Linked DNA regions of Mus musculus: region 2 is linked to region 1. A link is a contact called in public promoter capture Hi-C data. All regions are on one chromosome and are shown on one strand. The core of a region is the stretch at or near the end of the contact, and the rest is flanking DNA. Distances in the headings are between cores, read along the strand shown.

What was found. Promoter capture Hi-C pulls out the DNA fragments that hold promoters and counts their contacts.
Region 2: a contact with region 1 is called in a promoter capture Hi-C map of the C10 cell line, with 5 times the contacts expected there. The contact joins two enhancer-like sites. A contact is called at or near these places in 4 of 39 promoter capture datasets (the C10 cell line, liver and pre-B cells).

What each region holds. Positions count from the first base shown.
Region 1 is chr2:103,413,505-103,417,277 of GRCm38.p6, reverse strand. It overlaps a transcript of Elf5 not described here. Among named protein-coding and RNA genes, the nearest start is that of Elf5, 8.7 kb to the left of the region's middle. Within about 2 kb of position 1,722, at least 2 of the 459 cell types and tissues checked have an H3K27ac peak or open chromatin away from gene starts, as enhancers often do.
Region 2 is chr2:104,352,186-104,355,958 of GRCm38.p6, reverse strand. All of the region lies in intron 1 of D430041D05Rik (RIKEN cDNA D430041D05 gene), which reads left to right. Among named protein-coding and RNA genes, the nearest start is that of D430041D05Rik, 57 kb to the left of the region's middle. Within about 2 kb of position 1,723, at least 8 of the 459 cell types and tissues checked have an H3K27ac peak or open chromatin away from gene starts, as enhancers often do.

The DNA.
Region 1 (3,773 bases), core at 473-2,972:
AAAAAAAACAAACTGAAGAGAGATGTTACTGAGTAAGTGTTTTATCATGCCTATCAATTTAAATAATCACTGTGGAGTTGGCCACTAAGTTAAAGATGCAGCCTATCTGGATTTCAGAATCATCAGTGTCTGAATTTGGTAGTTATATAATTTTAAAACTTAGAAGAATATAATAAATGAGCATACGTTATTCATAAAAAGTGAGTATAAAAATGAGCCTAGTTAAGGCTTCAGTGAAAAATGAGTCGATAAACGCTTTGGGGGACAGTTGAGGGCGCTGCATCATCCCACAGATAATTTTGACCTGGGGGTTGTCGGATGTGAGAGAAGGGTGCGGAGGCTCAGTGGGATTTGATATTCCGACTGGACAATGAAGAGCTGTGATGACCTGCTAAAAATGGATTGTTATTATGCCTCGGGCTTAACCATCGTAGGAGTGGGGATTGTTATTATACATATTTTATGGAGGAGGAATCTGAGGTTCACTGAGCTTCTACGATTTGTGTAAAGTCATCGGCTAAGCAGCTGAGCCTGAATTTCCTCCACAAGATCCCTTAGCCCAGAGCCCAGGCCACTGACCACTGACCCTGTGCTCAGTCTGGGGATTAACAGGGGATCTTGTTTACACCAGCCCAAGTTGGAAGTAACAAGGTGAGAGAAAGGGTGTGGCTAACTCTACTACTTCCGAGTCACAGAGGGCTGGCACAGGAAGTACTGGGTGAGTTTTTCAATCCAGCATCTCTGTGAACAAAAAGGTAGATCTTGCCAGTTCGAGAAGACTTCAGTACTGAAAAACCTCAGATTTCATCAGTCTTTAGGGGAAAACACGTGCGAGGCCGCAAGCTGACAGTGGGTCACAGTGTCCCACAATGCTGGCTTCTGGTCTTACTCCCAAGGGTTTTTTGCGCATCAACTGGTGCTCATTATGGACATTTTTTTTTTAAATTTAATTGTTTCTTTTACCAATTTTGAAATAATATTTTTTCACCAACCTCTTATTTTTTCCCACTATTGTATGTATTTGCCATTAAAATGTTCAAAGGTCTTGTCATGATGTCACAAGCCAAACCAGCACTCAGGAGGCTGAGGCCAGCCTGGGCTACATAGTGAGGCCCTGTTTCTAATAAATGAATAAATAACTAAAGTTCAAAGATATGGATTGTTCCCTGAAATTTCCTAAAGGTTGGTTCTGTTTAGGGGTAGAGTGGGAGCACCGACTTGTGCAAGGAAGCAGGCGTCATTATGTTGCTTTATAAAGCTATCCTGAAGTTTTCTGGCATCTTCTTATCACAGAGTTTGCCATTATGTCCTAAGTGGAGTCTGAGGGTTCCTGCTACTGATAAACCTGGAGGGCCCTTACCTTTGAAAGGCCGACTGGTCCCACCAGGCAAGTTCCCCTCAACATGGACACATTTGTATTTTAAACTCATAAACATAGGGAGATCTTGTATGGGGTGTGACTGGCCCCAGGTAAGAGGTCCAGGGTCCACACCTTTGGATATTATCTCTGAGAAACTAGAGTCCAAGTAAAGCCCACAGAATCCCACATGTCGCTGTCACTTGCATCCCTCTCTATGAACCATGTTTTAATCCTTCTCAAGGAAGCTAAAGCAAATGGGTAGGCTTTGTCTCCATTTTGAATGACAGCTATCCCTCTGGCTTGTGGGAACCAGTGAGATAGGGGCTGGCCTGATCATTCTCTGGAGGTGTGGCTGATAGACAGGCAGGCGTGGCCTTGCTAAGAGTAGAAGCCAGATGGAGAGGCACTTGAGGAAAATCTAGGAATAGAAAGACCTTTGAGGCTTTGAGGCTAAGAGTTCAGATGTCAATGTTACCAACTTGGCAACTGAATTTTTGGATCTCTTTGAACTTCAGTTTCCTCATCTGCAAAGAAATTATCATTTCATGGGGGTTTGAAGACAACTGAAGGAAATGGGGGCTGGAGAGATGGCTTAGCAATTAAAAGCACTGGCTGCTCTTGCAGAGGGTACAGGTCCCAGCACCCACATAATGGCTCACAACTGTCTGTTAACTCCAGATCCAGAGGTTCTGATGTCTTCTTCTGACCTCCATGGCACAAGGCACACATGTGGTACACTTACATACATGCATGCAAAAAAGACTCATATAGATAAATCTAAGAATTATAATAGAATGAACTATTGTAGTATAGGAAGCACTGAGCCCAGCACCTGACACATACTAAATGGTCAATAGACTATTATTGTAATAAGGATATTAATCAGCCTCTATAGCATCAGACTTACTAATCACCATGATAAATACAGTTTTGGCTGTCCACTAGATCAGTTGGAACAGCACAGATATATACATTTTCAACGTGGGTAGACATTCTCCTGCCCATGTGGTCGTGGTTAAGAGAAGGTGATCACATTTGGTCAGTGGTCCTTATTTAACTTAGCTAGAGCAGGAATTTTATAAAATATTTGTTTCTCCACCTACCCTTCTTTTCCCCCTTCTGGTTGCCAGTGTGCCCTTTTGGGAAAACAGAAAGTCCATTAATCACCATAGATCACTATAGAGTATCTAAAAGATTTGCCATTTGGCCACACCAATCCCAGCTGTCGCTACTTACATCTTTCTGACAGTCCCATGGGTGGGACTTCTGCAAGCTCACCTTTCTACACCTGCCCATGGGAGATGGAAGCCACCTGTCTCTACAGGAAATAGTCATTTGGCTTTTCTGGTTCTCCGGCTGTGTCCACTCCAGGTTGCAGCTGCACTTTGGGCAATGTGCAAGCCAGAGGGCAGATTTTGCACAAGGACCTCTGAGTTGGGTGGGGGGCTAATTAAAGTCAAGCATTCTAGCCAAATTGAGTGTTGAGTTGTATAATTGGCCAGGAGCTATAGGTCATGTGTTGAGAAAGCTGGTCCAGGTGCCCAGTGTTTTGAATGGACAGGGAAGGAAGGTCAAAGGTGACTGGGCTTGCTCTGTTTATATGCCAGAATCTCTGGGCAGTTGCTTAGCCCTTGGCCTCGCTGTTGGCAGAACCTAGTCTTGGAGTGTTACCCATCCCATTTAGTACTACTGAGGCTTAACCAAGTTAGAGGCAGGCTGGTAGGCTTATTGAGATATCTTTAGGAACTGTGCCCACAAAGTTCACATCTCAGAACAGAGTGGGGTTGACTTTAGGTCCGGTCAATCCCTGGTCAGGAGGTGCTCAGGAGGAGCTCTGCCCTTCTGGGATCCTTCACAACTGGCAAACAGGCTTAAGATGATTGATACTTAATAAGCCAAGAAAGGTCTGGAGATAAGATCTGAAAAACTGACAGTTTGTGGCCAAAGAGGTCACCTGTAGGTGTAATTTTCAAATTGGGAGCCCTGTAACTCCAGCTACATACTAATATGGACATCTATTTTTGGGGGGTGGGGTAGGGGGAGGGAAAAAGTATCATGACCAATAGCAAAGTGTAATGAGAAAGCAGGCACGAGCTCACGAGCAGCTGCACTGGCCTGAGCACACACATACCTTAGTGTTGCCTCACACTCTGATTCCTCTCACCTAGACCCACAAGCACCTAGATAGATTTCCAGCCACACTCTCTCCTGTATCTGTCGCTCCCAATACCTCGCATCCTCCACACATATGCAACCATTCCGGCATAGACTCCTCCCTCTCGAAACACCCACATTACTCACAGCAGCCATCAGATAAACGCAGTCCCCTTAGGAAGCTGATTAATAAAACTATTTTATCTGTAATTACACTTGAGTGATAATAATGTCCTCAGAGCCTGCATGGTTAGATTGG
Region 2 (3,773 bases), core at 474-2,973, 940 kb before region 1:
TAAATCAAAAGCTGCTGTAGCTCATATAAGCAGCGTGTGTCATGCGCGTTCCCAGAAGAAAGTTTGCTGCGAAGAATCATCTGCCTGCCTGCTCTATTGACTTTGAGAAGATGGAAGGAATGATGTCACTCTACAAGTTGAATTGGGGTTTGATATCTAGAAATGGTCAAAAGGAAAGCTATGCTGTTTCTGGAAACTGGAAAAATTAAAGGTTACTTGGGAAAGCCCAAGATTTTGATATTTTAGTCTGGAATGGCCTATCCTTACCCTTTAGATTTTCTAAAGGTTCTTCTTAGGTTTGCACAGTAAAAAGAATTGCCTTGCACGTGGCTAATTAACTTCAAGTGCTAGTATCTGGTTATTAGTGCCTTCATTTGCTACAATTAAGTTCATCCAATTTAGAGGCCATCTGACTAGGAACAAGATGGACAGCTGTTCTGGAGAGAGGCTGAAAACCAAAGGTGGATGAGCAAATGGGACTGTAAGCAGACCCTGGCATCAGTTCCTTTGTTGATAGTTCTTCTTAGGTGTCGCCATAGTTGCAGCCTCTGTAGCTCACACAGTTATTATAATAGAGGAAAAAATGAAACTTATGGTTGCAAATGCAGAGACCTGAATTATCCTAATTTCGATGTTGTGTGTGTGGTGTGTTTTCTTCATGTGTTCACATGTGTGTGTTCACATGTGTGCAGGTACATACATGCACCCTTCTGTGTGCCTGTGGAGGCCAGAGGTCACCACGGGGTGCTTTCCTTAGCCGCAGGACTGTAGTTTTTGAGATACAGTTTCTTCGTTGTACCTGGGTCTTGCAGGTTCAGCTAGGCTGCGTGAGACTCACAGGACCACACTCCTGGGATCTCAACTCTGGTCCTCACGCTTGCACTGCAAGGGCTTCATCTAGTGGACCATCATCTCAGCCCTGATCTCATGGCTTCAACAGACATTTTACCTTTTCCCGTGTGATGGCTCTCATTTTAATTTTTAAAGTTTTGCTTTATAATGTTAAAAACCGTGTGTATATTTATATGTATTTCATGAGTGCAGGGCACATATATGTGTAGATTCACATGCATGTGGAGGCCAGAAGACAGCCTTGTCTATTGTTGCTCAAGTAATGTGCACCTTGTTTTTATAGTATGGTTCCTCACTGGTCTGGTACACACCATGTAGGCTAGGCTGACTGGCTGCTGAACACCGGTCTCTGCCTCTGGTACTAGAATTGTGTGTGATCCTATATATAAACTGTGCGTCCAGTTTTTAAAAGATGGCTTTTGTGGATGGAGCGTGGGACCTCATGCCTGTAGGCGAGCGCTTTACTATCTGAGTTGTTATCCCAGGCTCTGTCTCCTTTTCTTTGAAGCCTGGTTTCATGTAGCCCAGGCTGACTTCTAAAGTTGCAATGTAACCAAAGATAGCTCCCACATGACAGAAAAATATTCTCTCTTACCTCACCTTTTGCTTGGTCTTCCAGTGGTTTAGACAAGGCCCACCAATATCAGGCTTAGTCATATGTTAATGTCACCCAGAAACAACTTCACAGATGCAGTCAGAGGTAAATGTTTAACCCACATCTGGGCACCCAGTTTCTCAATCAACTTGACACATAAAACTAACCATTCAAGTATTTGCATTCTTTTGTAAATGTGAGGAAATAGCAGTACAGAATGGTTAGGCATCTTGGCCAAGGTATGAGTCAGTAACAGCAGAGACAGGAAAAATAAAAAGGCCCAGGTAGTCTGGCTCTCAGCAGGAGTAGCAAATAAGCTTTCAGGTGAGGGTAGGCCATGAGGAGGAGCAGGAAGTGAAGTGAAGTCCTGAGTCATGTTGAGTATCAACACTAGTTAGAAGAAGATCTGGGTTTTGAACCTAGGTCTCCTGTTACCTGGCCCAGGCCCCAGGAGTCCCTCAACCCCCACATCAGATGTCTCCTGTAATGGAGATTCTGTCTATGAGGAGACAAGAGGAGCTGTGGTGTGCACCTGAGCCTGAGCACCTTATCCACTGCCTGTCCTTCTCTACATTAGAACTGTCTCTGCAATACGTCCCACGCTCAGAATGCTCTCAGCTATGCTAGCCTGCTTGGACAAGTATGCTAATTATATTAATACTTTACCTTCAGACTTTTAGAGCACTCCTCCTCTATATGCATTATCTTAAAATGGATTAGTTCAACAAAGTGGTTTTGCTCTGGGGTTTGTGGCCTTTCGTGGCCACAAATGGGATAAAAGGCTTTTACCTCCTCTTAGCTAAGATTAGAAAAGAAAAAAAAACAAGTTATTCGAAGATGCCAGAAGAGGAAAGAGTGGTTATCCAAGCAGAGTGGTTGCTGGGAGGCAGTTCTGATGGAGACCAGAGGGTCCTGGTCCAGCAGGTGTTGTCATAGAAACCAGACATTGATGTTGGACTGGGTTGTTTCTGCATCTTAGCTCTGCCACGTACCAAAGAAACACAGATCATTTTCCTGCAGCTTTCCCCATCTGTAAAGTGGAGGTTGTGCTTTGTACTGCCAGGATGGCCGGGGCAGGGGTGGGGATGGGGATGAGAAATGATGGTCCAGTTCATAGCCCAAACCATAGCTATCATGAGTTCTTGACCTTCTGGTGAGGCTTCCAGTTACCAGCCCAGAGGTCATGTTCTGAAAGCTTTCACCTGCTCATTCTTTCCCACCTACCTGTCTTTTGCACCCATAATGACCAGGCGTGACTACGCATTAAGCCTCTTGCTCCTACCACTGGGCCATCTGGGAAGTCATTTTGGGGCTCTGAGCCAGGTGTGGATGGAGAAGTGTGTATCCCTCACCCCAGCGTGTGTGCTTCAGTCAGACAAACAGTCCTCCTCCTTAGTTCTTGTTGGCAGTTTGCAGGAGTGGGAAGGGATTAGAGACAGTAATATGTCCATTTTATACGGATATGAAATCAACAAATTAAAAAAACACAAAAGGGGGCTAAGAAAAATCTAATAAAAATCTGTCACAAAGGGTTTGGTGATATGACCATTTCCTTGAAAAATTCAAGTTTTGGTGTCTACTTATCTGAAGAGTTTCATCTGATTTGCATACAGCATTAGGTATTACATGGATCACTTAATAATCACAACTGCTTTCTCGGCATCAACCTGAGGTTGGCCTGTCTTGAGATTTCCTTGGCCACGCAAATTAGCCCATCACCTTGGAACTCTGTGTTTATCAAGTTCTCAGGACACAGGCAGAATGAAGCCAAATTCCTGGCCAGAATAACACATGATATTTCCTATCCAAGTTCCTGATAGTCGTTGTTTCCCTCTGAATGTGGAGGGAGGAGCTGAAGCAATGTCCATGGAGAAAGCTGACTGGCTTACTCCCAAGGCTTGCTCAACCTGCCTTCTTACACATTCTAGAACAAAATACCCAGAATGGTACAGTGGGCTACCGTGAATACAGTGGTCTGGGTCCTCCCATAGCAATTATTAAACAAGGAAAGGCCCCATAGACATACCCACAGGCTAATCAGATGCAGGCAATTCCTCAGCCAAGGTTCCTTCCTTCTTTCCAGGTGACCTGCACACCACCCATTCATAAAGCCTGTGCTATTCCTGGAGAGACTCTGCTGATGGGTGGTAGTCATTGCCTCTGCAAAGAGGACTTGAGATTGGAAGGAGCAGGAGATGCTGACTATTCATTGTACGTCTCTTTGCATTTCTGGAGTGTTTTGCCATGTGTGTGCATTAGTGTTCTAATTAATTCATTAAAAATGAGCTGTCCTTAATTTTAGCAGCTATTGATATTGAAATGAAGT